Linked DNA regions of Mus musculus: all the other regions are linked to region 1. The links are chromatin contacts, called in public Hi-C, HiChIP or PLAC-seq and promoter capture Hi-C maps. All regions are on one chromosome and are shown on one strand. Each heading gives the region's core, a stretch centred on a gene start, on an enhancer-like site or on the middle of the called end of the contact. The rest is flanking DNA. Distances are from core to core; before and after follow the strand shown. Region 1 holds the start of Hps1 (HPS1, biogenesis of lysosomal organelles complex 3 subunit 1). Region 2 holds the start of Cox15 (cytochrome c oxidase assembly protein 15). Region 3 holds the start of Entpd7 (ectonucleoside triphosphate diphosphohydrolase 7). Region 4 overlaps Gm34922 (a long non-coding RNA gene). Region 5 holds the start of Nkx2-3 (NK2 homeobox 3). Region 6 holds the start of Got1 (glutamic-oxaloacetic transaminase 1, soluble). Region 7 overlaps Cnnm1 (cyclin M1).

Evidence for each region. Promoter capture Hi-C pulls out the DNA fragments that hold promoters and counts their contacts. A called contact is a pair of places that touch in the nucleus more often than the background predicts. HiChIP or PLAC-seq counts read pairs in DNA pulled down with a chosen protein or histone mark. Capture Hi-C pulls out chosen DNA fragments and counts their contacts.
Region 2: a contact with region 1 is called in a Hi-C map of CD8 T cells, with 6 times the contacts expected there. The contact joins the promoter of Cox15 here to the promoter of Hps1 in region 1. A contact is called at or near these places in 2 of 39 promoter capture datasets (the 3T3-L1 cell line and pre-B cells), 1 of 484 Hi-C or Micro-C datasets (CD8 T cells) and 1 of 115 datasets of contacts at active chromatin or transcription factors (large pre-B cells).
Region 3: a contact with region 1 is called in a promoter capture Hi-C map of liver, with 4 times the contacts expected there. The contact joins the promoter of Entpd7 here to the promoter of Hps1 in region 1. A contact is called at or near these places in 2 of 39 promoter capture datasets (embryonic stem cells and liver), 1 of 484 Hi-C or Micro-C datasets (CD4 T cells), 1 of 115 datasets of contacts at active chromatin or transcription factors (pancreatic cancer cells) and 1 of 9 other capture datasets (adipose tissue).
Region 4: a contact with region 1 is called in an H3K27ac HiChIP or PLAC-seq map of embryonic stem cells, with 7 times the contacts expected there. The contact joins the enhancer-like site here to the promoter of Hps1 in region 1. A contact is called at or near these places in 5 of 39 promoter capture datasets (the 3T3-L1 cell line, embryonic stem cells, hippocampal neurons and 1 more), 4 of 115 datasets of contacts at active chromatin or transcription factors (embryonic stem cells, large pre-B cells and pancreatic cancer cells) and 4 of 9 other capture datasets (adipose tissue, embryonic stem cells, liver and 1 more).
Region 5: an H3K4me3 HiChIP or PLAC-seq map of embryonic stem cells shows a contact between it and region 1, with 6 times the contacts expected there. The contact joins the promoter of Nkx2-3 here to the promoter of Hps1 in region 1. A contact is called at or near these places in 22 of 39 promoter capture datasets (the 3T3-L1 cell line, 3T3-L1-derived adipocytes, the C10 cell line and 13 more), 2 of 15 datasets of contacts at CTCF or cohesin (embryonic stem cells and stem cell-derived epiblast-like cells), 3 of 484 Hi-C or Micro-C datasets (B cells, the G1E-ER4 cell line and embryonic stem cells), 11 of 115 datasets of contacts at active chromatin or transcription factors (embryonic forebrain, embryonic hindbrain, embryonic stem cells and 4 more) and 4 of 9 other capture datasets (adipose tissue, embryonic stem cells, macrophages and 1 more).
Region 6: a promoter capture Hi-C map of liver shows a contact between it and region 1, with 5 times the contacts expected there. The contact joins the promoter of Got1 here to the promoter of Hps1 in region 1. A contact is called at or near these places in 20 of 39 promoter capture datasets (the 3T3-L1 cell line, 3T3-L1-derived adipocytes, the C10 cell line and 12 more), 1 of 15 datasets of contacts at CTCF or cohesin (pro-B cells), 5 of 484 Hi-C or Micro-C datasets (B cells, CD4 T cells, the N1E-115 cell line and 2 more), 18 of 115 datasets of contacts at active chromatin or transcription factors (the NIH/3T3 cell line, Th17 cells, bone marrow-derived dendritic cells and 12 more) and 4 of 9 other capture datasets (adipose tissue, embryonic stem cells, liver and 1 more).
Region 7: a contact with region 1 is called in an H3K27ac HiChIP or PLAC-seq map of embryonic stem cells, with 10 times the contacts expected there. The contact joins the enhancer-like site here to the promoter of Hps1 in region 1. A contact is called at or near these places in 10 of 39 promoter capture datasets (cranial neural crest, embryonic stem cells, frontonasal cranial neural crest and 4 more), 10 of 484 Hi-C or Micro-C datasets (bone marrow-derived macrophages, cortical neurons, embryonic stem cells and 3 more), 13 of 115 datasets of contacts at active chromatin or transcription factors (the NIH/3T3 cell line, SST interneurons, bone marrow-derived macrophages and 6 more) and 5 of 9 other capture datasets (adipose tissue, embryonic stem cells, liver and 2 more).

Annotation. Positions count from the first base shown.
Region 1 is chr19:42,777,890-42,782,280 of GRCm38.p6, forward strand. Hps1 (HPS1, biogenesis of lysosomal organelles complex 3 subunit 1) reads right to left here and starts at 2,089. Exons shown (of 20, transcript NM_019424.3): 1 at 2,025-2,089; 2 at 665-757; 3 at 233-394. The coding sequence starts at 349. Gm16244 (a long non-coding RNA gene) reads left to right here and starts at 1,143. Exons shown (of 2, transcript XR_386720.3): 1 at 1,143-1,454; 2 at 1,551-3,685.
Region 2 is chr19:43,750,818-43,755,208 of GRCm38.p6, forward strand. Cox15 (cytochrome c oxidase assembly protein 15) reads right to left here and starts at 2,183. Exons shown (of 9, transcript NM_144874.4): 1 at 2,005-2,183; 2 at 527-717. The coding sequence starts at 2,094. It overlaps Cutc (cutC copper transporter), which reads left to right and starts at 2,206. Exons shown (of 9, transcript NM_001113562.1): 1 at 2,206-2,403. The coding sequence starts at 2,346.
Region 3 is chr19:43,687,510-43,691,900 of GRCm38.p6, forward strand. It overlaps Entpd7 (ectonucleoside triphosphate diphosphohydrolase 7), which reads left to right and starts at 2,180. Exons shown (of 13, transcript NM_053103.5): 1 at 2,180-2,395; 2 at 2,670-2,772; 3 at 3,509-3,691. The coding sequence starts at 2,765.
Region 4 is chr19:43,629,286-43,633,676 of GRCm38.p6, forward strand. The region is part of intron 1 of Gm34922 (a long non-coding RNA gene); the gene reads left to right. Among named protein-coding and RNA genes, the nearest start is that of Gm4311, 11 kb to the right of the region's middle. Within about 2 kb of position 1,771, at least 50 of the 459 cell types and tissues checked have an H3K27ac peak or open chromatin away from gene starts, as enhancers often do. A contact at or near this core is called in embryonic stem cells and pancreatic cancer cells, where this site is marked.
Region 5 is chr19:43,609,842-43,614,232 of GRCm38.p6, forward strand. It overlaps Nkx2-3 (NK2 homeobox 3), which reads left to right and starts at 2,484. Exons shown (of 2, transcript NM_008699.2): 1 at 2,484-3,008. The coding sequence starts at 2,660. Gm20467 (a long non-coding RNA gene) reads right to left here and starts at 2,215. Exons shown (of 4, transcript XR_001782682.2): 1 at 1,961-2,215; 2 at 1,261-1,349; 3 at 561-1,069; 4 at 1-5.
Region 6 is chr19:43,522,505-43,526,895 of GRCm38.p6, forward strand. Got1 (glutamic-oxaloacetic transaminase 1, soluble) reads right to left here and starts at 2,101. Exons shown (of 9, transcript NM_010324.2): 1 at 1,834-2,101. The coding sequence starts at 1,951.
Region 7 is chr19:43,470,482-43,474,872 of GRCm38.p6, forward strand. Cnnm1 (cyclin M1) reads left to right here. Exons shown (of 12, transcript NM_001373992.1): 5 at 1,368-1,467; 6 at 1,896-1,943. Among named protein-coding and RNA genes, the nearest start is that of Cnnm1, 32 kb to the left of the region's middle. Within about 2 kb of position 1,755, at least 11 of the 459 cell types and tissues checked have an H3K27ac peak or open chromatin away from gene starts, as enhancers often do. A contact at or near this core is called in embryonic stem cells, where this site is marked.

The DNA of each region.
Region 1 (4,391 bases), core at 839-3,338:
TCTCCCTCTTGTGAGGCTAAAATTTACCCCCTTCCCCAATCACTGGCCCAGACAGTGAGATAGGAAATCACAGTACTCAAGACATCAAAAGGCTGCCCCCTGTTGGCCAGGCACAGGCCCTGCGGACTCCTCCTGCCTGCCTGGAAGAGGCACTGGGACCTCCTGGCCTCGGGTGGCTCTGTGGCTCCTCTACCAACCCCACCTCCACCAGGACGGCCTGTTCTGTAATTACCTCCTCTTCCTCATCCTCTGACTGCTGGAGCTTCAGCCGGAGGCTCTCAGCAAACTCCTCATCTGTCCAGTAGAAGAGGACCTCTGCGCCCTCGGTGGCCACCAACACGCACTTCATCTTCCAGGGAAAAGCGAGGGCAAAGGTCACATCCGTGAGTTCAGCCTGGGTAAGGAGATGGGCTTCAAAACAATGGACACTCACGGAACCCTCGTCTGCATGCCTGCCATCACCCAGTCCTTCTGGGGTTCCTGTCTTTGGTTCCCCCAATGAAGTAGTGACATGGGGGGTGGGGGCAGGGCTGGAGAGGGGGAGGGGGAAGAAATGTACAAAGAGGTGCATGTGGCAGTTCAGTTCGCTCCTCTCATTCTGCTCTTCAAGTGGGTGCTGCCCACCTCTCCACCCTCCATCCTCCAGGAGAGGAGCATGGTTTACCTTGGCAAAGCACACAGCAGGGCTTCTGAGGAGCTAGATACTCTGACCAGGTCAGCAGACAACAGCAGCACAGCATCCTTGGGCCTGCAAATGCTTAAGGCAGAAAAGGCATGAAGGCATTCAGAGGGTCTGGTTTCCACTGCCGCCTGTTCCTGAGAGTGGACAACCTGGACACGGGCTGAGAAGTCACAGGTTCCCCCATTTTAAGGACCACAAGCTAGAAGGTGTCCTTTATGTGGAGCAAGCGTTGATGACACATTAGCTCCTACCTCCTCTGCAACTGGACAGTTTATATTTGGGTCACTCATTCACACACAGGTGGGGTCAGCAATCCCACCCTGAGCAGCCCCAGGGAGCGGTGAGCAGGGATGGGTTACTACACAACCCATCGCAAGCTGGCAGGAGGTCCCAGTGAAAAGCTGCATTCGGGTTTGGTTCTGGTTGGGCTTTCCTAAGGTCCCATTCAACTCAGAGATTCAAACTCCTCTTGGGAGGCCAGGGAACAGAGCGCTGTTGCACCTTCCTACCGGGTTACGGGGTTCCTACCAGCCAGGTCGCAACCTCAGCCCAGTAGGCTCATCTTAAGGACAAGAACGGTGGGTAGGTGTTATTCTTATTTCCCGGCTTCAAATAACAAGAGAAATAAGCTGCCTCTGGAATCCTCCCATTTTGATAACAGGCAAGAAGAATCTAAGGCGGAGGAGGAAGGTTTGATCCTGGGGATTTTGAAAGCAATGAAACTCTGAGCCTGGCTGCACCATTCTCGGGCTTGCCTTGATGGTAACTTCCGGTAAGCACCCGCATACTTTTCGGTGGGTATCTGGTTTTACGGTTGCGGCTAACCTCATTTTCTGATCTTTGTTCTCTTTATATTTTGCTCTAAAAGGAGGAAACTTTGAAGAGAAGGGCGATTCTGAGAAAAATCCCCTGCACCCACTTTTACCACCCGGGTCACAGTTCTCTCATTGTCCCTAGCAAACTGTCCCCGTGGCCTCTGTCCCGCCTAACACAGCTCAGTTGGGGGGTGGGTGCGAGGGGTGGGGACTATAGCCTGTGATGCTCCAGCAGGAGCAGCTGGCCTAGGAGGGAGTCTCTCCCTGCGCCGCTTAGCACCGCCTCACTGCGTGGCTCCGCCCAATAGCTGCTTAGCACTCTTTCAACGACACCCAGAAATTCTGACGTACCCTCCCCCTCTCCTCCCGGGGACGAAGGCCTGGCTTGTGACGCCCGCTCCAAAAGGCATGAGACTGATGCGGGTTTCCCCGGGTGCCCGGGCCTCTCCAAACTGGGAGAGCTTGCCGGAGGTGCCCACCGAGGGGCGACCCAGGACTGCGCTTGGTCACCCACGATGCCCACGTACCGGATCCGCGGCTCGCACCGCCCAGCGTGTAGCCAGCCTGCGGCGCGCTTCCGGGTAGGACACGTGACTCAGCCACATGACCGGGGCCTGCTTTGTGGGTTCGAGCCCCGCCCCGTCAGGCATTGCTCACCCTTCAGGCTACTGTGCTTGCTGGTCACCCGCCGCTAGGGAGCCGTGCCACGTTCACCCTGGCATAAGTAGGTATCTCACTGCCTTTAGAGGCACCAGCTGAGCCGGTGACATTTCTAGAGTCTCTTTTGCTTGATTTAGCTAAAGGGATTCCCCACAGATTTACAGAAGGGGCAACTGAGAACCCCGAGGGAACCCCCTTGCTGAAGAAGGAACAAATGGAACCAGAACCCAGGTTTCCTTGCACCTTCACCTGGCCCTTCCCAGCCTTTCGTTTTCTTGCCGAATCTAGTTGTAGGTGAAAGGTACCCTTTTTGTGGGTGCTTTCCCTTACTTACCTCCAGGGGGCGGAACCCGTGTGTCTTAGTCAGGGTTTCTATTCCTGCACAAACATCATGACCAAGAAGCAGTTTGGGGAGGAAAGGGTTTATTCGGCTTACACTTCCATACTGTTGTTCATCACCAAAGGAAGTCAGGACTGGAACTCGAGCAGGTCAGGAAGCAGGAGCTGATGCAGAAGCCATGGAGGGATGTTCTTTACTGGCTTGCTCAGCCTGCTCTCTTATAGAACCCAAGACCACCAGCCCAGAGATGGTCCCACCCACAAGGGGCTTTTCCCCCTTGATCACTAATTGAGGAAATGCCTTACAGCTGGATCTCATGGAGGCATTTCCTCAACTGAAGCTCCTTTCTCTGTGATAACCCCAGCTGTGTCGAGTTGACACAAAACCAGCCAGTACACCATGCAGAAGAGCCCAGCTACCTTTGGGCTCCTTGATTTACAAAGGTTCCCAGTCTGACTGAGGGCTGCATACACATTAGGGCTTTTGTCTTGAACCTGCGAGTGATTGCATACTATCAAGATTTTTATGTGTATTTGGAGGGGCAGAAAGAGTGAAGAAGGCCAATGGAGTCCACAGAAGAGGTTGGGCGCCTACCACAGGTCCTCATTGGGTACCTTGGTGCTTCTGAGAAACTTTGTGTACGACCCAGCATGAGCACTCCGCACCCACTAGGCAGAGGCCAAGAGCCAGTGCTGCGGCCACTCTAGCTACCTAAGGTACAATTAAACAACATCGCAAACGCCTGCGCCTGCGCCTTCGCCACCACCCTGCTCAGCCAGGCTCCACAGTACAGCCACAAGCATCAGTCTCCTGGAGTCCTGAATCTGCCGACACTATCCTGACTTCGGTCGGTCATTTCCCCCTTGTTTCAAACAGTTTGTAAGCCTGAATAACTGTTACCCGTGAACAATTTATAACTAATCTAGTCCATGTTACCTGATGCTAGTGACTTGTGTCTTGCAGATGACTAAAGAATGGCGCCGATCATCTCTTCATGTGGTTTTTCTCTTCATTTGTGTAGCTTTAAAATTTTTTTTGCTTTCAAATAAACATTTATTCATATCTTCTACCCCTTTTATTATTATTATTATTAATCTATTTTTAGCCATTGACTTATTATTGGATTGTAAGATTTCTTTATGTTGTAGATATGTTTTAAGTTAGATATATATTAAAAATACCATTATTTGATCTGTCTCTGTGTGTGTGTGTGTGTGTGTGTGTGTGTGTATGTTTAAGTGTGGCCCATGAGTACATGAGGAGTTTACTACTTTTTGGTCAGGCTAGCTGCCAGCAAACTCTAGAGTTACCTCCTGTCCCGGCCCAGTCATGAACACCTAACCTAAAGTCCTCATTTTATAGATGAGGACTCTGAGGGACGGAGAGTCTGGACAATTTCTCTTCTGAAGTGATCAAAATGGGTCTGGTAGTGCTGCCGTGGCCTGTGGATGTGGCTTAGCTTCTGCACCTTCAGTGGCCCAACTGCCCACCTTGCAGTTTGCTCTGTAACTCATTCCTCTGAACGGAAACTTTCTCTTTTGGTGGGAGGAGGAGCCTCTGAGGCTCGGGCTCACGAGAAAAGCCTTGGAGACTCAGTAGATTATAGGATTCTCGTGGTCCCTCCCCACGGTCATGAAAGCTAGGGAGAGGAGACTCTGGTGGAGCCAGGGAGGCAGCTTTCATGACTTGTCCTCTATGCTGGGTTGGGTATTGTGTGGTGCAGCTGCTCTTGAGTAGCCCGTGCTCCTGGAAGTCACCTCAGTGAATGTGTTCAGTCATTAAGCTAGACCTTGAGGGAGTCATTTTTTTTTTTTCTGGTCTATCGTTGATGCCCTGTCTTGGCGGAGTAGACTTTGCACACATCCTTCCAGGAATGTGGGAAGCCACATGTGCT
Region 2 (4,391 bases), core at 933-3,432, 970 kb after region 1:
CAACAGATCCCGGAGTGAATGCTGCATCACCTAGGCAATGTTCTGTCCCCTCATTCCCAATCTGAATCTAATAAACAACTACTCATTTAAAGGACAAAGGATATGTTAACCATCACCAGATAGTCCCTGGTTACTTTGGGTAACCACAGGACAAATGACTTGGTCTTGTACAATAATAACAGAGCTATAATAAATACATAAAAGTAAAAGATGTTAGAGGAAGGGAAAGCCTAAATCCATAAAGTCAGTTTATAGATATTAAGACAACCTAAGAGATACATGAAGCGGCTGTGATTTATGTATGATCTTAACACTGGAGAGGTAAAAATATATAGAAACAACGCCCAGCAACAGTTAAGACTGAAACTGGTCCTGATAATGAAACTCCTACTAATAAAAAGCCAACCTGTTCTAAGGCAGAGCAGGCTACCAGTTTCCCCATCTGTAATGGAGCGAGCTAGAGTAGATGAGGCCCAACGCTCCCTTTTTGGCTGATAACCTGATTCACCAAGAGTAAATGACTCACCTGGTCACTCCTCCCAGAATAACTGCTCCAGCCACTGTCCCACTGCACACCAGAAGCCATCGGCCCACCGCCCGCTCGGCTGCCCTCGAAGGAAGGGACACTGTCCCTTTTCCGGATTGCAGAGCCACTTCAGTGATGGTGCTGTACTGTCCTGGCCTCAGAGGACGCTGGCTGCCACAGCTGCTGCCACACTAAGGAGCAAGACAGAAAATCGTAACTGAAGAATCTGCTACCAACACTTATCCTCAATTTAACTGGAGTAAAGCCCCTGTAAGGCTGCATTTCACAGCTACCGCTCTGGTTAATCACCGACTCTCATCTGCACTACTGAGCCCTTTCTTACTGGGTTCTCAGTCTCTAAATGTGCTATTCCCTCCCACACACTTCCATTTATACTACCCACTGGAGATCGGGGCTGGCATCGTTATGCCCCAGACTTTCCTGGATCTTACAACAGGTTACTGTCACAGCACAAAGTACCTTCCCTACCACAAGCCTTAACACACAGTCATGTATCAGGTGATCTGTCCCTATGCCCCACTAAGCTGGGAGCTCTTCCTCTTGCTCCCTTTGTAGTACTGGGTCCTTACACAGCAAGACCTAATACATATTTGGTACTCGAACTAACAATTGAATGAACTGACTCCTCAAGGGCAGGCACTATGTGGGCATATTTTTTTTTCCAGGAACATAACAAACTCTAGAATTCTCTGGTTTCTCTTCACACCATAAAGATCTTTCACCTTTTACTACTGATTATCAGAGAAGAGAATACATGTCTTCTTTTGAGTCTAACACTAAGAGCAAAAATATGTTGGCCGGGCGGTAGTAGCGCACACCTTTAGTCCCAGCACTCGGGAGGCAGAGGCAGGTGGATTTCTAAGTTCAAGGCCAGCCTGGTCTACAAAGTGAGTTCCAGGACAGCCAGGGCTACACAGAGAAACCCTGTCTCGAAAAACCAAAAAAAAAAAAAAAAAAAAAAAAGTATGTTCAGTTTCCTACTTCTAAGTAACTGGGTATCTTAGACAAGCAACTTAAAGTAAGTCTCAATTTCCTTCACTGTGGAATGGGGCTACATAGGAGTTCCTGACTGCCTGGTGGCTTTTAGCAAAAACCAAATGTGCAAATAAATGCATAAATAAATAAAATAAAAAGAAAAGAAAAATTACTGAGCCTTTATCACGTGCTAAGGGTTTGATGTATATTTAAAATTTTAATCCTTACAAACACCTTGTGTAACAGGTCGTTCTCCCATTCTACAGAAAAGGAAATTGAAACTTAAAAGCTAAGTAAATTGGTCAGTCATACACAGCAGTGGGTAATATTTCCGGATCCGCATTCAGGGAGGTGTCGGGACACAAGGAAATATGTCCTGAAATGAGAAGGCGAGCCGGACTTGCAGGGCGGTCCGTTTACTTTATCCTGGCCTTTTTTATCCCAGCCCGGCTTCCGTGATCCGAGCCAGCAGGAGTGGGTACCTGTGTTCTGGACGCCACCCTAGGGACCAGGAGCCCGACATTGCGGCTCCCCGTCAAGGCCCTCAGGGACGGAAGGAGCAACCGTTGCATGCTGACAGTACAGCGCCACTGCCGGAGCGCCCCAGCGAGCTGCGGTCCGCTTCTCCGCTCCCGAAAGAACAAGCACTTCCGGGTCAGGCGTCGTGCGCGCCCCCTCGCGCTAGGTTGGCCACTGCGCGTGCACGCACGACTCCCTGGGAGGCTGCCGGGCACGGGCGTCGGGGACGCGCCTCCTCCGTCGCTCGCGCGGCCGCGGGGACTCAGTGGAAACCGAAGGCGAGCGAGGGAGGAACGCGGGAAGCATGAAGAAAGGGGCTTCTTGCGAGCGGAAACAGGCGTGGATATCGTCGGGGAAGGCGGGTGCGGAAGGTGGCGGGGCAGGGGGGCGGTCGGCCGGTGGACCCCGGGGTGGGTCCCGGCTTGCCAGGCTTTCCCGCGGTCGAGTTTCTCAGTGCTCCGGAGTCCCGGGCAGTCACGCAGTCCCTCAGCTGCTCCTGGATCCCCGCCAGTCTCGCAAGTGCCCTCAGCGTCCCGCCGCCCCTAGGGCCACAAGAGGGCACCATACCACCTCCCTGTCTCTGTGGTAGATAATAAAAGTGTGGTGACAGCTCTACAACCTAGAGCTGCCACCGAGGGTGGCGAGTGGGATCCGTTCCCACAGCCATTGCGTAACAGATGACTGGTTGCTTCCTGCGGGAGATATGCCTATTAATATGTCAAGACAAATAACTTTTATGAAGGATAAATATCCCTAAACAAAACAGCAAAAGGGGCAATGCTCTGTATTTTGCAAATCTCTTTTAATATCTCACTTGATGGAAGGTAGTTGGATTCTCATACCTGTCTCAGCGTGTTTAAGTGTTCTAAAGCTGCAGTCCGCTCCCAAGAGGCAAATACAGACACAGACTCCCCAAAGCCATCTGGAGTCTCTAACTTTGAGCACTACTGCTTCAAATGTCTTTTTTGATCCCTACTTTTTGCTTTTTGCTCAGGCTCCTGTTGCAACAGTTTGTAGACATTCCCATACTTTTGTATGGAGCTCCTGATACTCCTTCAGCATCTTCAGCCCCACTGGTGGGGCTGTTACCAGATTTGTGGAGTTACTGTATTGTTGTTTACGACCATTGGTTAATGTTTGAATCCTAATCTATGGGACTGATAGTCTTTTATTAAATCAATGACTATTGCAACTTATTAGGAGGTGACAGATTTTTGTTTGTTTCTCCAAGTAATCTTTCATCATAAAAGCAATATCAGGTAGAAGAAGTCAAGCAATATAGAAAGGTAAAAATAATTCCAAATTCATTGCCCAGGAGTAACCACTATTAGAATGTGGTGACTGTTCTCGCAGAGATCAATACATGAAGCATGAATTAAACACTTTAAAAGTGTGTTGGTAATTATTGTGTGGGGGTGGGTACATGTGCCATAGTAAGTGTGTGGAGGTCTGAGGACAGCTTTGTCGAGTTAATTCTCTCCTTCCAACTTTAAATACATTCAGGGAATGAGCTCAGGTTGTCAGACTTGCACAGTAAGTAGCTTTACCCATTGAGCCATTTTCTAGGCTCCAACATTTAAAACTGATAACTAAAAGTGAGTTATATGGGCTGAAGAGATGGCTCAGCGGTTAAGAGCACTGACTGCTCTTCAATTGAACCTGAGTTCAATTCCCAGCAACTACATGGTGGCTCACAACCATCAGTAATGGGATCTGATGCCCTCTTCTAGTGTGGGTCTGAAGACAGCTGCAGTGTATTCATATAAATAAAAATTAAATAAATCTTTTTTAAAAATGAGTTATACATTTAACTTGCAGGAAAACCCCAAAGCTGCTAACACCACACTTTTTATTATCAACATATGAATCTGTAATTCAGATTTTACTGTATATTTGACTTGTTAGCATGGTAGGACCGACCTTTGCTTTCTGAGAGGTGACTATAAAGAATCCTTATAATGACCTTATTAAGGAACTTCACGTCAACTATAACGACCAGATGTTTATCTCATAAATAAGAGGTGAAACTAGGGGTTTAGTGAGAAATATATAAACTCAAGTTATTGGAGTTCAAAAGAAGTAGATAAAAGTTTCTACTTTGGGAGGAAAAAAAAAAAACGTGGAAATGTGACTTGGTATGGTCCTTGGAAAAGTTTAGCATTCGAAGATTAAACTAGAAGGGTTTTGTCAACTGAGATAGTATAATCATTGGCAAAAATGGAGACTGAAGGGAATGAGTCATAAAGAGGAAACCCTGTATCTTAATGGGTTTGAATGCTTAGTATGAGAGCCTTTATGTAAGTTATCTCAGTGTTCAGTACCCTGAGGTAGGAACTGAAGCCCACTCTTG
Region 3 (4,391 bases), core at 930-3,429, 910 kb after region 1:
TATGTGTTTGTGATTGTATGAGTGCATGTGTGTGTGTGTATGAGGGTGTGTGGGTGTGGGTGTATGTATGTATGAGGGTGTGTGTATGTATGTATGAGTGTGTGTGTGTGTGTGCATGTGTGTGTATGAGGGTGTGTGGGTGTGGGTGTATGAGAGTGTGTGTGTATGAGGATGTGTGTGTATGTATGTATGAGGGTGTGTGTGTGTGTATGTATGTATGAGGGTGTGTGTGTGTGTGTGTGTATTTGTGTTTGTTTAGGGCATGGTCTCACCAAGAAGTCCAGACTGCCTCACAGCAATCTTCCCACTTCAACTTCCTAGTGAAGTGCTAGGGTTACAGACTGCACCATCAAGCCCGGTCTGATTTGGTCTTTTTGAGCTAGGGTCTCACATAGCTTACACTGACCTCAACCTTGCTAAATAGTAGAGGATGACTCGGACTTCTGATCCTCTCTCTGTCCATGTCTGCAGGGATCACAGGCAAGCACCGCCACACTCAGGCTTGAGAGTTGTTTGTTTGTTTGTTTGCTTGTTTTTGCTTTTCTGTTATTTTAAAATGTGGTGCAGGGGGCGGGTGTGGGTGTGTGTGTCGAACACAGGGTTTCATGGTCTGTGCCAGGAAAACGCTCTACCAGCTGGTCTACGTCCCGAGCCCTGCATTTGCCTGCACACCTTTTGCTCAGTGCGGTTCCAGTGTCCCAGATTAAGTGTGACACTAAAGCATCGTGGTGGTTGACCAGAGTTCTGTCATCCTTGATCTGACCTTTGTCTACTTTGTCTTCCCCTTCTGCTACTCTGATAGCTGGGTTGCCATCTTACCTTGTCCTTTTTCCTTGAACTGTACATATTCCTGTCTGTCCTGGAACTCACTATGGACGATAGGCTGACCTCGAACTAACAGAGATCCACCCACCTTTACCTCCAAGTGTAGGATTCCAAGACTCCAGCCAGCTTCTTTTTTGTTTGCTCTTTTTCTAACTCAGGCCCAGCTGCAGAGCGCTGAGTGGAGTGTGTTCCTCTGCACCTGTCACTCAACCTTCAGCCTGTCTTTGCTATGATACCTCGTCAGAGATAGACAAGCCCAGTCCCTTTCACTACCAAAGCTGCTTTACTCTTTTGAGAGCTTCGATTCTCTGCCAAATGCAGTGACAGTGACTGTCACTGGTTACAGCCAGCTTTGAATAAAATTGTCCCTATTGATCTCCTCTTGGTCTTCATCCCCGTCCAGGTATTCATTTACGTCCTGTGTTGGCGGCGTTTTATAAGGGATGGTGTGACTTAGCTTTGGGGATGTGTAAGAGCGGATACTCCTGCTCTCAAGGATAGGGAGTTAGTGGGGCAGACAGGCACATGGTTGTAAATCGAGGAGTAACTGAAACAGAAGGTGTCTATAAAAAGATGTGGGGTCGGGTAAGATTTTTGGAGGAAGACACCCTTAAGCCAAAGGTAAGACATGATCAGGAGCTGATAAAGTGAGAAGAGCAGAATGTACAAAAACCATCAGGTCCCAACACTCAAGGGTACACATGCTGGAGCTTAACCAAGAGGTGAGGAGACCCAGTAGGTGCACCGTGGACAGTAATGAAAGGGACAGGTTGTAAAAACTTTAGATTTTCTGTCATTCAAGAGACTTCTTCATGCAAAATGAGACACGGGGCTGGTGTAAGCAAGAGTTAAGGGACTGTTTCTTTTGTGTTACCATAGGGCCCAGGAGGACAACAATACAAATGTTCATGATCTGCACCCAGTAGACAACCAACGTTGAAGAAATGGACACGAGTACTTTGATGCAAACGTCACCGGCTCTAATTTTTTCTCACAGTGTTTCTATCATGAGAGATGACAGTGATCCTGGGATATCAGTTTGTGGGCAAAAGGGACGGGATGGAGGAACTGCCAATGAGGGAAGAAAGGCTATGAGCAAGGGGTGCGTAGCTGTGATGAGCATTCGGAGACCCACCCACAGGAACGGTGGAAGCTGCAGCGGTGAAGGCCACCGCAGGGAGCTGGCCTTGCAGCAGCAGTCTGTGGCCTCTCCCGTGCGGGCTGCGGGTCCCAGCCCGCCCTCCAGGCGGAGCCTGGGTGCGACGACTTTTCCATTGGTCACGGCCGGGAGTCCAGGGGCGGGCATTCGTGGCCAGGCACCTTTGGGGATTGGTGTCGTTGTGAACAGACGCTCAGTTTGTGACCGCCGCGGCTTCGCCGGTGGCTCCGGCTGCGCGCAGGGCGGGCCTCTCCGGGTCCCCTGCAGTCATTGGCTCGGTGCGGTTTCCTTGGGGACGTGGCGCCGCCGGAGGCCGGGCCTCCTTCCGGCTGTGTTGGGAGCCACTGGGAACCGCTGAGGACCAGGACCAGGCCGGGCTGTGCAGAGGGACGAGCGGGCCTCGGGATTCCCGTGAGTGGGATTGCGGGAGAGCTGCGGGACGGATAGGGACGAGGAGAGGAAGCGGGGTCCCCTGTCCCTACCACCTGGGGTGGCGTGCTCCGTGAACACTGAGCCTGTCCACAGGAAAGCCCCGCGTTCGGGATGCACGGTAGGATCCTCTGGGCCCGTGGGAGGAGAGAGAAGCGACACGGAGTGAGGGTCAGTACAGTGGGAAGGAAACGTGCAGTCGCTGCGGGGATCAGGTCCTTTGGGCACTGTCTGAAAGCCAGCCAACCCTTTCTAGGCTGCAGGCTTAGGAGATGCCTGGGACTAGGAGGCCACCCTCTCAAAGCAAAAGGAAACGGAGGTGACAGACGTCGAGACCACTGAAGGGAACCCATGGCTAGGTAAGGTTTGCACTCATTATATCTGTCAAGGAGCTGAGTGGAGGGTGGTAGCAGGGGCGCGGGGGGGGGGGCGGGGGCGCTGGGAGGCTAGGTGAGGTTTGCCCTGAGGCTGCGCCTAAACTTTGCATCCTGGTCAGGTGTATGCAAAAATGTCAAAGCTGCATTCTTTGGAAAGGCCAGTCGAATCATTTCCAGCCCATAACCTGGGGTCTTGAGAGTAGCAGTGGTTGTCTCTGAAAGGTGGTTGAGTTAAGGCCAAAGACTCAGTTTTGACTGTGTATCTGTTAAAACTAATTTTAAGAAAGGTCTCCTTGTGTCTATAATTTGCTAAAGCATTTTTAAAAAAAATCAGTTAAATAACTTGTGTAACTATCTGGTTTCTTGACAGCATGGCTAGTGGTCGGTCATGTTGCAGCCTCTCTGATTAGCCAGTGTTAGGAAGACCCCACCCCCCCACCCCTGTGCCCCCCGCCCCTGTGCCCCCCTCCCTTTGATCTTTCCACCAACAGTAGATTATTCAAGCACATCATGTCTTTCTAAACTGCATGATGGAAAGAAACACTATGAACAATACAGGTGCTTGCCTTTCATTTGCAACTTAAAAAAAAAAACCATTTAGACTTCTCTTGACCTGGGATTTTTGCCTTTCAGGGTGTTCATCTAGTTTTAAAAACAGTTTTAAAGCGGTAATTTATGGAGAGATTTTAGGACTTAACAAATGTTTGTCTCATTCCAGGATCAGTTTTTCCTACCTCTGCCCAGCCTCCTGGTACTTCACTGTGCCCACAGTGAGCCCGTTTCTCCGTCAGCGGGTGGCATTCCTGGGACTCTTCTTTATACCCTGTGTCCTTTTACTTCTTTTAATCATGGATTTACGACACTGGGCCACTTCGTTACCACGGGACAGGCAGTATGAGAGGTAAGTCAGCTTTTGATCACTTTGCTCAGATTGGTTTTGAAGTTACAACCTTACGTTTGTAGTTCAGGGGACTGACCCGGGGTCTTGCACGTGCTCAGTAAGCATCATGTCACTAAGTTATGTCCTCACCCTCTTTAAATGTTTAATGGTGGAGACAGGGTTCTCACTAAATTTCCCTGGCCTCGAACTCACTCTGTAGGCTCATCTTGAACTTGGATGCTGTCAGTGTGCGGCTCACCCTCTCGACTGGTGGGATTGTAGTCTGTGGCACCAGACTTGGCTGGTTTTCTTTTCTTTATTTTTAAATAAACTCTTTCACGCACTGCCTTTGACTCCTGAGCTCTACATTTTTATTAGTAAAATTGCATGCCATTCCTTACGTAAGGAAAGTCCTAAGTCCCATTTTGGCTGTCTACAGTTTTAGTTCAAGAATGCTGACACTGTATTTCAGCCGTGAAAGATAGCTTTCTGTTTTCTCGTCTGGGTGGACTGAGGCTTACTGGGTCATACATGTTTAGGATTGTTGTGCTCTTTTGATGAATCGACTTCTCTATCTTTGTTAAATGGGTCTCTTTATCCTTGATTCTACTCTTTGCTCTGAAATCTACTAGCCTGATATTAGTCTATATCTCAGCTGTCTTCTGAATCGTGTTAATGTGATTCTTTTCAGTACTTTTAAGTATGTCTTTAAAAAAATACT
Region 4 (4,391 bases), core at 521-3,020, 850 kb after region 1:
TAGATGGGCAGTGTGAACAGCCAGCCTGAGGAGGGAGGTGCTCAGCCCACGTGGGAGGACCATCATCTCCTCCCAGGCAGTTGGAAGCATCAAATTAAGGCTAAGTGGAGGTAAATTAGATGTGCTGGGACAGCTGCCATGAGGATAAGTGGGTCTGGATACTAAGGGAAGGTTCTCCACAGGGGAGGGGAGGCAGGCCTTGCGGCCCTGTGGTCTCCCTGCTGTTCCTCACCTGAAGCAAGATAGCAAATTGTCTTGGGCAGAAGTTCCCCAGCTTGGCTGTGGGTGAGTAAATTGGACCCACCTGAACCTCACGCTCCTTGTGAATACAGTGAGATCTTAGTACCTACCTCGCAGGACCTTCAGTGAGCCAAGGGGTGACGGGATGACTGGCTCCCAGGAGGCTTTCTGTAATGTCCGTGGACTCTACGGGCTCCACACCTACCAAAAGCACATTCCTACCTCAGAAGTCCAAGGTGCTGGAGAAATTCGGTCAGCTACCGGATGTTTGTGGTTTTTACACTGTGACTAGTGAGTATGTGCACAGGCGAGGTCAGAACCTTAATGCAGGGCTGTTGGTAACTCAGAGGCCACCAGCTAACATCCAGTGACATAGCCATTGCTACTGGGAGGCTTCAGGCCATGATGTCTTCCGTTAGCATTGAAATAAGCATGGTAAGGTATTAGGTTGTTTTTCATTGGGGGGGAAATGTGACTCACTTATAAGTCAGTGAGAAACAGGTCCTCTCATGAAAATCCGTGGTGTGTTCACCGACCATGGTGGTTTGCATTTAGGCCCCTGTCTTGTGTGTCGGAAAGAAGGCTCCCCTGGGTCCTACCCTTTTTACCTTTTCAGAGGGTGATCACCACTCAGAGGTTCCACCGTGCTGAGGAAATGGAGGGAGCAAGGTTTCTTTAACATTGATGGCAAAGTAGTTTCTAATTTTAACGTTTAACTGGTTAAATATATTTAATTATATATAATTATTTATATTTAATTGTTATAGGTAACATTAAATTGCTTATATATTGTGGGAAATGTTGCATTTTAGGCTTGGAGGAATATATATAATCTTAGGTTTGTTAATTTGTTTATTTTGAAAGGAGAAACGTATTTTGATTCATAGTCTCAAACGCTCCCTCCGTAACTAGCTGTTTCCCTTGCTCTTTAGCCTATAGCAAGGGCAATATTATGGCAAAGGAACGCTTCTCCCTTCAGAGCAGTCAGGGATCAGAGAAAGAGGCAACCTTGAGTTAAGCAGCACTCTCTGAGGCGCAGGCAGCGTTTTCTAACAAGGCAAAGGAGGAAGGGCTGCGTGGATAGACAGACCCTCACCACCCTGCAGGATCAAAGGCTCCCAGAGAGAAACAGTGTAGACACAGAAAGGACAGACACTGCCTACACCCGAGCATCTCCAGTGCGGCCTCCAGACACCAATCAAGAGAGGGGTTAATGTAGGCTCCAGCAGACGCCAAATACTAACTACATGTGGCTTAGTGTTCCATACCTGCCCCACCTGACAGTGTTGGGCAGAACATGCTGAGGTATGGAAGCACTAAAAAAAGTTGATGTTCCCCCTGTGTTCCAGGAAGTACCACCAGCATGCAAATTTCCACAGAAAATCGAGAGAGAGAGAGAGAGAGAGAGAGAGAGAGAGAGAGAGAGAGAGAGAGAGAGAGAGAGCACTTCGAAGTCCTCTCCATTCCCACTCAAGATGAGTTAAAGCTGAGTCACTGCCCTTGGGTGGCGTCAGTGTTACAGAAAGTGACCACCAGGGGGCACACATTCACCACTAGAAAGCCTTGGGCACTGTTTCCCGTCCAGAAAACAAGCCAAGATGGAAGCCTCCTGCTGGCTGGGGAGGAACACAGGCTCTTCAGAAAGAAACACAAGGTTCTCCTTTGTATGCTTTACATCTAAAAGTTATTGTTGTTTCAAATATTGACGAAGGCTGCTGTGGGGAAGCAGGATTTGCCCATTTCTTTGATCTAACCCAGAGTGGCTGCCCATATCCCAAGCTGTATTCTCTGATTGCCTGTCTCAGTGTCCCAGATTCTCACTTGGTAAGCCTAAGGCCATTTAAGTCAACGGTTTCAGACTATACTCCTAAAATGTAGAGGAAGAAAGAACGAGAGAAAAAAAGACAGACAGACAGACTAAAGCTGCTTTCTGTGAGGAACTAATGCATGTTTTACCTTCTCAACCTCTGACTGACTGATGATGTTGGCCAAATCCCTGGCTGGCGTTTCAGATTTCCAGGGCTCCCTGCTCTTCACTTCCGGCTGCTGACATGGCTACAGTCCTGGTGTGGGCAGCAATCATGGTGAGGATCCTGTTAAAGCTGAAGATGGGGCTATCTCACACCAGTCAAGGGGTGTGTGTGGCAGATTAGGGAGGGTGAAAGCTGAGGCAGAGTGATTGCTGCAAGTTCAAGGCCAGTTTTGTCTAAATAAGTGAGACCAGGGGCTGGAGAGATCACATAGCAGTTAAGAGCACTGCTAACCAAGCAGGAGCATCTGAGTTCTAATCCCCAGGACCACAAATGAGTAGAGTCTGATCACATACAACATACATACATATATATATACACATATACACACATATATACATATACACACATATACACGCATATATACACATATTTCTTATACACAGACATGCACATATACATACACACATACACTATACACACATATACACACACACATATATATACATACATTCACATATACACACATACACATATACACACATATATACATATACACACATATTCACTTACACACAGACATGCACATATACACTATACACACCTACACACATACACACATATATATATATATACACATACATACACATATACACATAGATATACACATATACATACACTGATACACATGAATACATACACATTCATACACATACACACCACAAACACATACACAGACATACATATACATACATACCACATATACACACGCCACATACATATACACACATACATACACATTACAGACACCACATACACACACACACACACACACATACTAATTAATTAATTGGTTAAAAACAAACGTACCTCTTTAGTAAGTTAAACAAACAAATAATGAGGTCCTGTCTCAAAAGGAAGGTATGCAGAGACTGGGGTGCTCACGCTTAATACATTGTTGGTGGGACTGTAAAAAGATACAGCTACTAAGTTAACCAGTATGACGGATCCTTAAAAAGCTGAACTTAGAAATACCACGTGGCCCTGAAAATGTAGGTGTGCCATATTGCCAAAAGAGTCGAAAGCGGAGACTCAAGCAAATGTGTACACATATAACGTCATTACAACATCATTCAAAACAAGCAGGAGCAGGCCGATGCCCATCAAAGCATTAACAAGCCAAGCAAAGGGCAGTTATGTGCCCACGGTGGCAAATTACCCAGCCCTAAGGAGTAGAAACCCAAAACACATACTACAATGTACAGGAGCACCGAGAACACTTTGCTAAGTGATATAAAGCAGGCTGGGAGTGGCAAATCAGTTCCACTTTCCTGAGATACCTGGAATGGACATCGTCATTGCCAACGGCTGCAGACAGAGGACCCTGGGAAAGCACTGTTGCAAAGCCACAGTCTCAGTAACGTGACAGTGATGGCTGGTGACACAACATCAATGTGCCTAAAACCACTGAATTGTGCACTCGGAAATAATTTACGTGGTAACACTTTATATTACGTATGTTTTGCAAAAATGAGAAACAGAGTACTCCTGGGTCCTACAACACTGGCTCCACGGGTTCAGGAGAAAGCACAGGAATTCTCAATTTTTAGCCCTGTTATTTTTATTTTATCTCATGTGTATGGGTGTCTTGCCTGCATGTATGTCATAAAGAACAATTATATGATGGGCCAGGACGGGTTGGTACCCATGGGTAGAAGGGGAGGGGACAATGGGGAAGGAGTGGGAGGGTGGGACTGGGAGGAGAAGGGAGAGCTTCCATCAGGATACAAAGTGAAGAAAGGGAAGGAGGGAGAGAGAGAGAGAGAGAGAGAGAGAGAGAGAGAGAGGGAGAGGGAGGGAGGGAGGGAGGGAGGGAGAGGCAGGCATAATATACGGGTGTCCCTTCCCATTCAGAACAGCAGCAGCAATAAAACAAAAAGGTAGAGGGGCTGGAGTGTTGGCTTGATATGCAAACATGAAACTCACACCCACATGAAAACTGGGCGTGGCCAAGCATGCTTGTAACCCTAGCCCTGGGGATGGAGACTTTTATCCTCTGCCTCCTAGGGTTATAGGTAGGTGTGAGCCATCATGCCCAGATTTTAAACCAGGGCTGGGAATTGAACCCAAGGCTTCCTGTATGATACTTAAGCAGTCTACCAACTGAGCCACATTGCTGGC
Region 5 (4,391 bases), core at 1,234-3,733, 830 kb after region 1:
TGGATCTGCAAGAGAGAGAGAGAGAGCTGTCCACGTGTGTTTTGAGGATACTTGACCAGATAGAGGCGGCCAAGGGATTGGGAGGAGACGCCACGCGCCCCTGCAGGTAGGGAGCAGACAGCCATCTGCGCTAGCAGAGAGAAGAGGCCATAGTGAGCCTTCGGCCGCAGCAGGTGTGTGGGTGTTATCACTGAGCTTCAGGCATTGGACAGAGGTGAGGGTAGGGGGGTTCACCCAGCCAGGGTTCTGGGGCAAGGTTTAAGTGAGGCCGACCGCCCTTAGCAAGCAAGAAACCAAGCAAGAAAAATATGCGCTCCCGACAGAAGCAACGGCTTTTTATCTTTTCTTTGGTCCAGATCTTGAAATCACTTGAAAGCTAAGAAAAGTGGAGAGCAGAAAGGAACACAAGCATTTCTCTGCGATGGGTTTTGCCTTGCAGTTGGCTGCAGGGTGGGGAACTGAGACTGGAGCATGGTTTCCTTCTGGTCCTCTGTCTGGCAGCTGGGACGCGCAGCACGCGTCCACTCAAAGTCCCCCACCCTGCAGCGCGGCGCACTCACCCCACCTCTGGATGTTTGAGCTTCGGATCCACAGCAAAACCAGGCACACTCTTCCTTCCCTTGGTGGGCTGGCGGGCCCTTTGTAGAGACCACGGCCTCTGCCCGCAGCGTCTAGTTTCAAGTCTTAGAGCAAAAAGGCTCCTGCGACCAAGGAATGGTTTCAAGGAGCCGGGGCCTAACCACAGATGATCTTTCCCCATCTCCCCCAGAGCACGTGGAGGGAGCCTCGTACCAGCCTCCCGGGTGGCCCCACGAGCTGCCTCCCCGCTGTATTTCCGCTCCCCCCCCAAGAGCCCCGCCTCTCTCTCCTCCCAACCCGCAGTTCTTTCTTTCCAGGACCAAGGGCATCAACTCCTCTCGCTGCCGCCTCGGGGTTCCGCAAGGCCGCTCTCCACGTAATCCGCATTCATGCCCTGTCTACAAGTTTCCTAGGGCGTCGTCCTCGGTCACCGCGCCGCCATCCGGCGAACCCTTCTAGTTGAGGCCGGTCTCTCCCAAACTGTGAGGTTCTACGGGGGCGGGGGGGGGGGGAGGGAGGGAGAGAGAGAGAGAGAGAGAGAGAGAGAGAGAGAGAGAGAGAGAATAAATAAAAGCAAGGGCGGCCTACTGAGGAACCCTACGTTGAAAGCGGAACTAGTTTGGTTTTCCAAGGCCTGCTGCCCACACCTTTTGCTCTTAATCTCACAATAGTGCCCCTTACCACTCAGGGGCTAGGTATGTAGGCGGGTGGATACCAGAAGGTGGTCTCCATCAGGCAGTTTTCTGAATCTGAGGCTGCATTTAGTCTCCCTGCAGAACACAACCACGGTTTCAGAAAGAGAGAAATAAGGCGTTTCAGAAAGTTGAGGCCTAGGCTCGGGCTCCCGATTCCCTTCAGAAGGCTGCCTGAGCTGCAGCCACAGCGGGGGTCCCCTCCCTTCTGAGACCAGAGCCACCCAGTGTGTGCAGTGGAACACCAGCCCGGTCAGAATCAATGCAGGCAACAAACACTGCTCTGACCTCCCACAAAGAACAAGGGTAGTTACAAGTATTGAGCTCTTTGCTTTAAGTAGACAACTGTGCTATGCTTCCGGCCTGGTTATCCTTTAAAAAACAAAAACAAAAAAACTCCAACAATAACCCTAGAAGAGGCAATTCGGCTCCTTTATATTGACCAGGAAACTGAGAACGTCCAAAACCAAATACTGACTCAGGCCAGGCTTCGAAGCATAGAGCCTCTGCACACTAACAGAACTCGGTCGTCTTGTCTTCTACAGACCTGCTCTCTGAAGCCACTTCGAGGGCTGCAAGGGCAAGTACGGTCTGGACCCTGCCCTCAGGGACTCACAATCTAAAGTGACAATCGAGCGGACACTAAGTACAGCTTTGGCACTAGATGGGAGAGTGACAAGTGACATTACTGAGCAAGTTCCGAGGAAGAGGACCTCTAGGTGAGGTGATCTGGCGGAGTTTCCTTGGAGGTATTTAAGCTTTTCCTCGGAGAACAGCTTTCCACTGTGGAAATGAGGGTGGGAAAGGCACTCCAGGTGGCGAGGACAGCTAGAGCAAAGGTGAGGTGGAATTTGACACGTCGCTCATATTTCCACAGATACAACACTCCTCTCCTTAGAAATCCGCAGTCTGGCCTCTCAGAACTGCCCCTGGTCGGGAAGGTGCAGCCAGGTGGAGCGGGAATCGGTGATTCGGACACCCGGTTTTTTGCAGCTTTTCCCACCGCGACTTGGATCTCAGGACCCTATTCTAGTCCCTGTCTATTTCTGGTAGCGCAGCAACATCCCACTGGGTGGACGCAGAGGGCGTGGCCCACATACACAAGAACCAATTGGGAAGGAGGCCAGGATGCCGACCCCGCCCCTTGACGTGACGCAGGGCCCCCGGACAGAGGCTTCACAGCCCCGGCCCCAGTCCTTGCAGTGGCTGTAACAAAACCCAGACCCCCAGGTCCCGGCCAATGGAGGGGATTTAGACTGGACCGCGTCTGTCAAAAGCTCGACTCCGCACCACCGCGGAGTCCAGAAGAAGAGCTGGAGCCACCGCACTCCCTCCCCGCCCCCGCCGGGATTTATTGAGTATTTGGACTGGACAATTAAGTGGCCCTGATGATGTTACCAAGCCCGGTCACCTCCACCCCTTTCTCAGTCAAAGACATTTTGAATCTGGAGCAGCAGCGGCACTTCCACGGAGCTCACTTGCAGGCGGAATTGGAGCAGCACTTCCACTCGGCACCCTGCATGCTGGCCACGGCTGAAGGGACGCAGTTTTCCGATGCAGGGGAGGAGGACGAGGAAGAAGAGGGAGAGAAACTGTCCTATTTGAACTCACTAGCTGCTGCCGAGGGCCATGGAGATTCGGGTCTCTGTCCTCAGAGCTATGTCCATACAGTTCTCCGAGACGCTTGCAGCGGGCCCAAGGAACAAGAAGAGGAGGTTGTGAGCGAACGGAGCCAAAGTGAGTAGAGGGGGAAGGAAACGCGTCCGCACACCTGGGGCAATGGCTCAGCGCCTATAAACCCACAAACCGTGCCTGCATGGCCACCCGCCCCTTTCACATTCGGCTAGGGTCATGCCTATGCCAGGTTCAAGGACAGCTCTGCAAAGCACAGGTACCTGAGATGGTGCTGGGGCGGGGATAAAAGAGAAAGAGAGAACAGCTCTTGCCCGGAGCAGGGACCCGGAGCAGTCCCCGAGGGAAGGAAAAGTGATTATTGCAATCCTGGTTCCTTGAGTAATGAGTGACGGGGGCCCAGAGCCTGGGTCGTAACTTGTCCGTTGTGTGTGTGTTCTCTCGCACACCCATCTTCTCAAAAAAAAAGGGGGGGGTCAGTTTTCTGCCATTTTTCTGTCTTTCTTCTAACGTGAGGTGAATTCAGCGAGGCCAGGGCAGTCACCCCGGCTGTCCCGAAAAGGCAGTGCAAGAATGTTGTGTTTGGGCCATCCTTTCGGGCAAGACTTTGAGAGACACCAGCTTACTTCGGAGCTTGCAGTTCTTACGTTCGAACTGCAAGGAGGAGAGGTGGTGGCCAATGTGTGGGAGCTCGATCCATATCAGATGACGGCAGCAAGTCACACCCAGGAGGTGAAGGCCTCTGAAAAAAAATATCGTAATGCTCGCTTTGTTTCTTATACTGCAGGCGGAGTGGAATGGTTAAAGTTCCTGAATTAGTTCTGAGTGGGATTCTGGCCATTCAGCAGATCAGAGGTGGGGCAGGCAGGAGAATCAGATAATTGAATAAGCCCATAAGGAAATGTCTGAAAGGGAAACAGGATCAAATAATCTCTTCTCCGAGTGGAGATTTGATCTGGCTGAGACCAAAATCTTTTCTCTAACAATTCTCCAGGCCTAACACAGACATGAAACTGTCTAAATCGGTCCATCCAACTGTTTTTCCTCTGTAAGGTAACATACAGATACTGTCACAGACGCGTTCTCAGTAGTTTTGAAAATTAAAAAAAAAATCAATTCTTGAGCTGCACATACGCCTTTCACTTAGATATTTCCAAAGAGAAACAATTTTTGCAATCAACCCATGCATCCAGGCCTCCAGTCCCCAATACCAACTCGTTCCACACCTTCAGGGGAGTGGAAGGCAAACGAGTTTGCAGATACGGGGTCCTGTTCCGCGGTCGCCTGAAAATTGTTATTAGCCCCTGGACCGGCACATTTAATCTATTTTCTCGCTGATGCTCAAATTTAATAAATGCGAGCTAATTACTCTCACCGAATACGCCTTCTCCCGGTGGAGGTGCTCCGCCTGACGCGGGGGGGATGGGGGGGGCGGAATTGGGCTCCAGAAACTATGAACTTTCCCCAAAACTAGCATTTACTACGGGA
Region 6 (4,391 bases), core at 851-3,350, 740 kb after region 1:
GACCTTGCTAGCTCTTCTATCTTTATTAGGCTGTAAATAAGCACTTGAAGATTCTGGGCTGGATTTAAATAAAGACTTTATATGGTGACCACTGTGATTTCTAGTCAAGACAATCTTTCAGTATTTCTCCTGTTCTGAGGGCTGCTAAAACCATCAAGCTCCTCTCCATTGGCAAAGCAGCGAATGCTGACCTTTTTATGCTTTTTATTTTGAAAACTTTCAAACATACATAGAAATTGGGAAAATGCTAGGTATCATTTATGTCCAGACACCATCAATAAAACAGCATTTTAGGATTTTCTCTTAGCCACTCCTATTCCTTGATGAAGTGTGTCTGTGTCTGTGTCTGTGTGTGTGTGTGAGAGAGAGAGAGAGAGACAGACAGACAGACAGACAGACAGACTAGGGCTATTTTGCACATCCTCTCTAAGAACCTAGATGAAAGAGAGCGAGAGAGAGAGAGAGAAAGAGAGAGAGAGAGACAGAGACAGAGAGACAGAGACACTAGGGCTATATTTGCACATCCTCTCTAAGAACCTAGATGAAAGAGAGCGAGCGAGCGAGCGAGCGAGAGAGAGAGAGACAGAGACAGAGAGACAGAGAGACAGAGACACTAGGGCTATATTTGCACATCCTCTCTAAGAACCTAGATGAAAGAGAGCGAGCGAGCGAGAGAGAGAGAGAGAGAGAGACAGAGAGACAGAGAGACAGAGACACTAGGGCTATATTTGCACATCCTCTCTAAGAACCTAGATGAAAGAGAGCGAGAGAGAGAGAGAGAGACAGAGACAGAGAGACAGAGACACTAGGGCTATATTTGCACATCCTCTCTAAGAACCTAGATGAAAGAGAGCGAGCGAGCGAGCGAGCGAGAGAGAGAGAGACAGAGACAGAGAGACAGAGACACTAGGGCTATATTTGCACATCCTCTCTAAGAACCTAGATGAAAGAGAGCCAGCGAGCGAGAGAGAGACAGAGACAGAGAGACAGAGACACTAGGGCTATATTTGCACATCCTCTCTAAGAACCTAGATTCTGAATCCCCTTAACGTCACCCTCTGCTTCAAAACAACTCCATTTCTTCTTTCTAACCTTCTAGCGCTTTCAGTTCCGGTTGGTTCCCTGCTGAGAGCATCAGTCTGCTCACTCTTCTCTCCTCGGCTGGCCTCTGCACGTGGCCAAATGCACACCAAGCTCTGTAGAGCTTCAAACATCCAAACAGTGATGACGAAGTCGCCGGAGGCTCGAGTTAAAGGGCTTTAGAAACTACAACACAAACGACCTTGGCAGAAGGCTAACTTGGTTCAAGGCAAATGATCAAGAAATGAAGACCCAGATGTGTGTGGCCTGAGATGCATGGGCTTCGCCTCATCTGCTCCACTCTGAGAATAAACCAAACCTACATCTTCCCCATGTGGGTTAACAGGCTTCCTAAGTGGCGTCTGCTACTCGCTCAACCCGGACTACAGCTCCATTAGGCTAACAGCTCTTTCATTCCCAGTTCCAGTTGACCACGAGACGCTAAAGCTACCATACTTCTCTCTCCTTACCATCCCCATCGTTGCTTTAGAACAAGTACTATAAAGAACACTGGGTGGAGAAACAAAAACAACATTTGTGTCCCAGATGTTACACCTGTTCTGCGTGACCTTGAACACCCCCTCTTTCCAAGGACTCTGTATCGCCATCTGCAAAATGGGTAGGTTGGTGATGTCCTCGTGGTCCCAACCTTCTCTCCTCGGGCTCCTCTCAGGGAGACACAAACTAAATCTCAGCTCCTCCTACGCCCACCTCCCCCCAGGCTGCTCGCATTCCAAGGCACTGCATCCTTACCTCCCACGCCGAGGTTAACCTTGCGGGGATCTGGATCATCCCGGAAGTCCGCAGTGAGCTTAAAGACCAGAACCGGAGGAGCTTGCGGAACCTGGGCAAAGACTGATGGAGGCGCCATCGCGACAGAATGTGCCGAGACCTCGAGAACGAGCCGGGAGCAGCTCTGTGCGGTGCGGGGTCCGGTGACTGGAGGAGACTCTCACCTTCGCCGGCGGGCGGGGCAGCCCGCGGCTTCCAATGGTCGAGCCGCGTCCGGAGCTTGGCAACGCGCTTAACCAATCACAACCTTCCGACTAAGAAGGGTTAGGCGGGGCAAGCCTCTACTAGCCAATTCGAGAAGAGGATCTTATCGGAGGCTTGTATGATGCAACCAATGCAATGTACACCGGAGGAGGTGTGGGCAGAGGCTAGGATGATTGGCGTAGCGTGTTCCAATCGCTGAGGCTTTTATTCCTTGGGGTGATGAGGATGGTGCGGGTGGCGGGAGTCCCCAGAGGACAACCTCCTGACCTTCTGGGGCCTGGAGACCTGGGGCGGTGGCCCGCCCGTGGGGAAAGCAGAGAACAGGTCTTTCTGTACCCGCTGAGCAGGTGACTGTCGCCGCCAGGCTCCGGCGGTGCGCACGTTCCTGCGTTGGCCAGGCCCGGCTGACAGCCAAGTGTCTGGCACAGGACTCTAGTGGTCCGCTTGGACACACTGTACCCAATCGTGGGTGACCTTGACTGTCTCCACTCAGTGCTTCCCCAGAAAGAAACCTGGATGTGTTGTCTTCCTTGATCGCTGGCAGGGGAGACCCTGCAGAAAGTAAGGGATGAGCACATACTAGCTTGAGAATTTTAACACCAACCCCCAGCCCCGGTAGATAACCGGGGCCGGGAAAGCCTAGCCCTAAAGGACCTTGAAGGATCTAGCGAAGCCTCTCTCTGCAGCATTCCTCCCACGCGTGCTGTCATCATCGATTGGCACACACCCAAACTGCTGCTTCTTTCTGTCAGGTCAGGCTGCTCCTTCCCCTGAGAGTCTATTTCTGTCCAGATCCTTTCTCCACCTGTTGACCTTGAAGATTTCACATCTGTCAGCCATCCATAAAACCTCTTAACACGCTGTTTGGTTAGACATCTCTCTTTCCTGTACTTGGGCGTTTTGTTGTCGACGTTACAAGTTTAGAAAGCCTCCTGATGAGTAGGAACCTAACTCTGGAGCCAGGCAAGTTAGGTTTAGATGCCGGCTGACTCTGACCTACTTGGGCAGGCCTGTTCCTGCTCTGTAAGATGGAGATAATAGTGTTTTCCTCCAGGTTGTTGTGGGGATTAGGTGAGTTAAGACACATAAAGTGTTTAGTTGCATACAGTAAGTGCTCTCTAAATACTAGCTTTGTTATGGCGCAGGGTCCACACCCCCTCCTAGATGGCATGATGCTTTGCCTGGGATCTGGCAAACCTCCCTCCGTTTCTTCCACTACATATTCACCCAATGCTGGAAGGCGCCAATTCCTTGGTATTTTGCGAGAAAACAGCATCATGGCTTCCTTTGGGTAACATGATAAATCTTCACGAGTTTTCGGTTCAGAGGATAAACAAAAGCCATCGAACTTTGAGCACTACTTGCTAAGCTTTTCTGTCTTTTTCTTTCCAGAAACATCGCCTTGTTTTTGTTTTGTTTTGTTTTTTTAAGGAAACTGCCCAAAGCATTTCATTAATGTTTTCCCCTAAGAGTCACAAGCTAATACGGAAGGTCCATCGGCTGTGCACTTTGAGTACGTCCAAAAATCACAGCCGAAGGGCAACTGGGGAGGGGTGTTCTGCAACCTAGCCTTCCTAGAATTTAATTTAGAAGTGTCGTCTTCACAACGTTAGGCAACAATGTCATGGTCACTCCCTGCGTCATTCCCAGGGAGAAAAGCAACCCTAGGTTACCTAAACACTGTTGGTTTGGCTAAGAACAAATAAATATTTCTCTGTGTGTGTGTGCATGTGCTCGCCTGTGTTCCTGTTCAGTTAGAGTTACGTACACAGCAGCACATATGTGCAGGGGTAAATATGTACATGTCTGCAACTGGGTGTAGGGACCAGAGGTGAATGTCAGGTGTCTTCCACAGTTGTTTTCCACCTTATTATTTAAAACAGGGTCTCTCACTGAACCTGGACCTCACAAATTCTACTAGACCCTCAGGTCGATGAGCACAGGAGATACAAGCATAATGGTCACTATTGGCTCGCACATGTGTGCTGGGTTCCAAACTCAGATTCTCAGGCTTGTACAGCCAGCACTCTTACCAGCCAAATCGCCACCCCAGCCTCCCAATAAATGTGTATTGACGGTGTGCACAGCTCCACAGTCAAACCTGTGGCGATCGGGTACTGCATAGTTTTATGTCAGCTTGACACAAGAGGAGGGACTTCAGTTGAGAAAATGCCTCCATAAGATCCACCTGTGGGACATTTTCTTTATTATTGATTGTGGGGGAAGGGCAGAGCCCACTGTGGGTGGTACCATTCCTGAGTGAGTCATAGGGAGCAAACCTGCAAACAGTTCCCCTCCATGGCCTCTGCATCAGC
Region 7 (4,391 bases), core at 505-3,004, 690 kb after region 1:
TCTGTCTAAAATAAAATTAATTACTTAATTAAAAGTGTCAGGCAGAGTTCCACTGGAGCACAGCTTATCCTGTCCTGGCCCCACCGTGAGCTCCGTCACTGGCTCCATGTCTCTTCCCAGCAGAGTTTTATAGGCCCTAGAAACAGTGATGGCTTAAGATCCGAGTCAAGATCACATTGAGTTAGAACTGGCCGCTGGCCATACAGTCCACCTCAGCCTATCCCGTTTATGCCTTGATTTGTCTCATATATATCACTCCAAGCAACCTCAGTAATGATGATTCTACCCCCATAAATGGGGTCCTTTTCTTCACCTTAGAAATGAATTGTGTTACACTGTGTATATAATGCAAGGACACATGCAGTCCTTCATAAGGAAAAGCTTTCAAATAAAAAGCTGAAGGGGATAAAATAGAAAAAAAGGTAGTAGTCTCAGGAATTGGAAAGATTTGCCTTCAAAATGTCATTGTTTCTATTTGCTAGCAAACCTTGGCTAATCCAGTGAACCTCTCTGAGCCTGAATCAATCCATCTGTCAACTGGACATAAAAATGTTACATATGCCAGGTGGCAATGTTCATTTTAAACATTTTATTATGGAAAACTAGCCAAAAAGTAGGAAGAAGGAAAAAACGTAACTATTACCTAGCTTCAACAACTGTTGATATTTTGTCAAGAATTCCTAATCCTCCCGTTTGCAAGTATTTATTTTGAAAAATGCCAAGGTGCCAGGCGTGGTGGTGCACACCTTTAATCCCAGCACTTGGAAGGCAAAGACAGGCAGATCTCTGAGTTCAAGGCCAGCCTGCTCTACACAGTGAGTTCCATGACAGTCAGGACTACACAGAGAAACCCTGCAGGGTTGACTGAGAATCCACAGGTGCACATAACAGTAACAGCTGCATAAATGCAGCTCTACACTCATGGTAGTTATTGCTATCATTGACAATGAATGCTAGTTATCACTGTCACCAGTGGTGAATTCAACAAGAGCAGGTTCTATCTCAGCCAGACCCAGAAATGGTCTCGTCTGGGACACTGAGTCAGTAAAGCTGTTTACTATGCTCTGGCTTACTGGTGCTTTAGGCCTGTGTCCTCGAAAGGCAGCTACAGTGTAGCAGGAGAGCTTCGTTATTCAGGACCACGTGCTGCTTTAGGGCTGATAAAGCTGTGAATTCACTGCAAGGGGCTTCTGAAGTCGGAGCTTGTGTTTCTGTAAAGGAAATCTAGGCAGAATTAACACTTCCCTGTGATCATGTGAGTCCATTTGTCCGTGCCCACAAAAGTCCTTGGGGTCTGAGGGAACCTGGAAGACCTGGAAGTGCCCATCCCAGCCTCAGTAAGTTCCTTACCCTCCTTCTCTCTCCAGGGGAAAGTGGAAGTGGAGGTTGGTAAGGAAGGCCTTCGCTTTGAGAACGGAGCCTTTACCTACTATGGTGTTCCAGCCATCATGACCAGCGCTTGCTCAGGTATTCTAGTTCTTAAGCCGGGAGTTTATCAGGGAAGCAGTGGGGCCCACCAAGAAAGATCTAGGCGGAAGTCACGACTCTTGTGTTGACTCCTGTTAAACACCTTCAAAATAAGCTGTTTCGCTTCCTTGGCTCGGGTTTCCTTCTGTGCAAAGACGGCATAAAAATAACTTCAGATTTTGTTTGGCTTTAAGAGGAAGAAAACTGAGGTGGGGGTGGAAAAGGTAATCTTGTAGCAAGTGCTGGGGTGGAGACCCGGCTTTTCCGAAAGAAAGGACACGTTGTTTCACGCTCTTCCCTACTACCCTCCTTCCTGCCTGATTCCTGCAGGGCTAATTGGTGCTGGGGTGGAGTAGAAGTGGAGATTTCCATGAGACATTCTGTTTTCTGAATTACTTCTGAAACCCACTGCACCCTTCTGTCCTTAGATAATGACGTGCGGAAGGTTGGAAGTCTGGCTGGATCCTCTGTCTTCCGTATGTATCTCTCAAACCCCTTCCTCATGTCTTCCCTGCCATGGTCCTGCCTCAGCCCACTCTGGGAACCTGAACCAGGCTATTTGAACATGGGCTGGGTTAACGAGAATGGCTGAATGCCGGCAGCTTCCTTGTAATGCTCTGCCGGGAACACTGCCTCCCACCAGGTACCCACAGAGCACGGAGGCTTAGCTTTTGTGTGCCTGGAATGTGTGCCTTGGCTTCTCTGTTACTGCACAAGGGATGAGCGGAAGTGTGGCTTGGGGGGGGGGGGGGGGCATCATGAGTTGCCACTTGTCAGGGAATGCAGGAAGTTGAGCTGTATGCTCTGATGGCCGTCCTTTTCCTTCTGTGCGATGGTAATTCACCCTTGGCCTTTATCTGAAGTGCTATAATATTTTGTTTGGTTTTGGTTTTGGTCTATGATGTTTGTCCTTAGGAAAAGGTAACTGTGGCGTTTGGTGTTGTGGCTCAAGGCTAGTGAAATCTGTTGCTTAGCCATTGCTCTTTCCTTGCCTACAGCTTTTCTGTCGGCGACAAGGTGGCTGCCAGCTGGCCATGCATGCAGCTTGGGGGTGCGTGCGGACTGGCACAGGGCTGGTGGCTGGCTTGAACTGCCCTTCTGTGTGCTACCTTCTTGCTAGTTTCTGTGCAGAATCAGTGTGTTTGTGTGTAGAAAGCATGGCTTCGATTGTGATCCGAATGTAATCTAGAAAGAATTTTCTCTAGAATTCCTTTAGATTCATTGGTTTAAATTTTGCAGTGGCCACTTTAATGTCAAGTGGGGTATTTCCTTTCATCATAAAAGAGATTTTTACATAGTGTTTTTATATTTGAATTTATCTGAAGGCTTTGAAGCATCATAGGCCAAGAACAGCAAGTTAAATGTCACTTCAGAATGAGAAAAAAGGGCAGGGTGTATAGAGCAGTGGCCAAGTAGTTGTCTAGTAAGGTCAAGGCCCTGAGTTCAAATCCCAGCCCCACAAAAAATAGATAATAAATAAATAAGTTTATTAATTAAAATTCTAATAAGGAAAGGTGAAGAAATGATTTGTCCCAAATCACCTAGCCAATTGATAACTTAGCCTGGATGGGACATCTCCTGTTTCATGACTATTTCACGCAGCACAATGGATACAGATTTTTAGATCATTGTGGTCCAGAATTCAGTCACTGTATGGACATGATAGGGCTGTTAAGATGCTACCAAGAGGCCGGGTATGGTGGTGCACGCCTTTAATCCCAGCACTTGGGAGGCAGAGGCAGGCGGATTTCTGAATTCGAGGCCAGCCTGGTCTACAAAGTGAGTTCCAGGACAGCCAGGGCTATACAGAGAAACCCTGTCTTGGAAAAAAAAAAAAAGATGCTACCTAGAAATTCTGGCTCTGCTCTGGCTCTTCAAAAAGAGCTGTGAATAAAGAAAAACAGAAAACAAAGAGTATCATAGATCTCGCCACCTCCTTCCCTCCCCAGTTCATATGACATTCTTTAAAAAGGCCCAACAAAAGAGGGTCCGTCAGGAACGGACCCTTGCTGCTGAGTCAGATGAGACTGAGTTTGTTACCCTGGAGCCCACGTTGGAAAAGAAGATAACTGACCTTCACCCACATGCTATGCCACACCTACCCGCAGACACACAAATAAATAAACTAAAAACAATGTCAAGTGGGAAGATATTACCTGACTTCCTCTGATCCTAGTTCTCTAAAAAAAATCCCTCAGTTTTATCAGTGAGAAGAGTAAACTTGCAACCATAGTCTCCCCCCCCCGCCCATTTTATTAAAGTTTTTAAGATAGCATCCAAAGCGATGGGTTTTACCACGGCATCTTCATATACATGAGTCATTATACTTTGTATTTAACTAACTAGAGGGAAGCATTACGTTCTCTTTTCTTTCCCATGCTTCTGAGCCTTTGCACACACATTCTCAGGAAAGACAAAGAACATTGCCCAGTAGGGGAAAAGAGGTTGTCTGTCCTCCATCAAATCCTCCCCCCCCCCCACCCCAAGTGAAGTGTGAGCTAAATGCAAAGTCCACCCCCACCCCAACGTTGTTCTCTGAGCTGGTGCTGATGTCAAGGTCCAAGAGCCCCCAGCTCCACATTTTTTTAATGTATTTATTATTATACATAAGTACACTGTAGCCGACTTCAGACGCACCAGAAGAGGGTGTCAGATCTCATTACTGGTGGTTGTGAGCCACCATGTGGTTGCTGGGATTTGAACCCAGGAACTTCTGAAGAGCAGTCAGTGCTCTTACCTGCTGAGCCATCTCGCCAGCCCCCCAGCTCCACATTTTACCAGCCAGGAACATCAGCATGTAGTTGGGAGGAGGAGCTTGAACCTAAGCCACACCACAGGGCAGTCAACTCTTGTAGGGTCTTGACCTAGTTCAACACCTGTGATTTGTGTCTCAGTGTTGAACCTGACGTTACAGAGATTCTCCC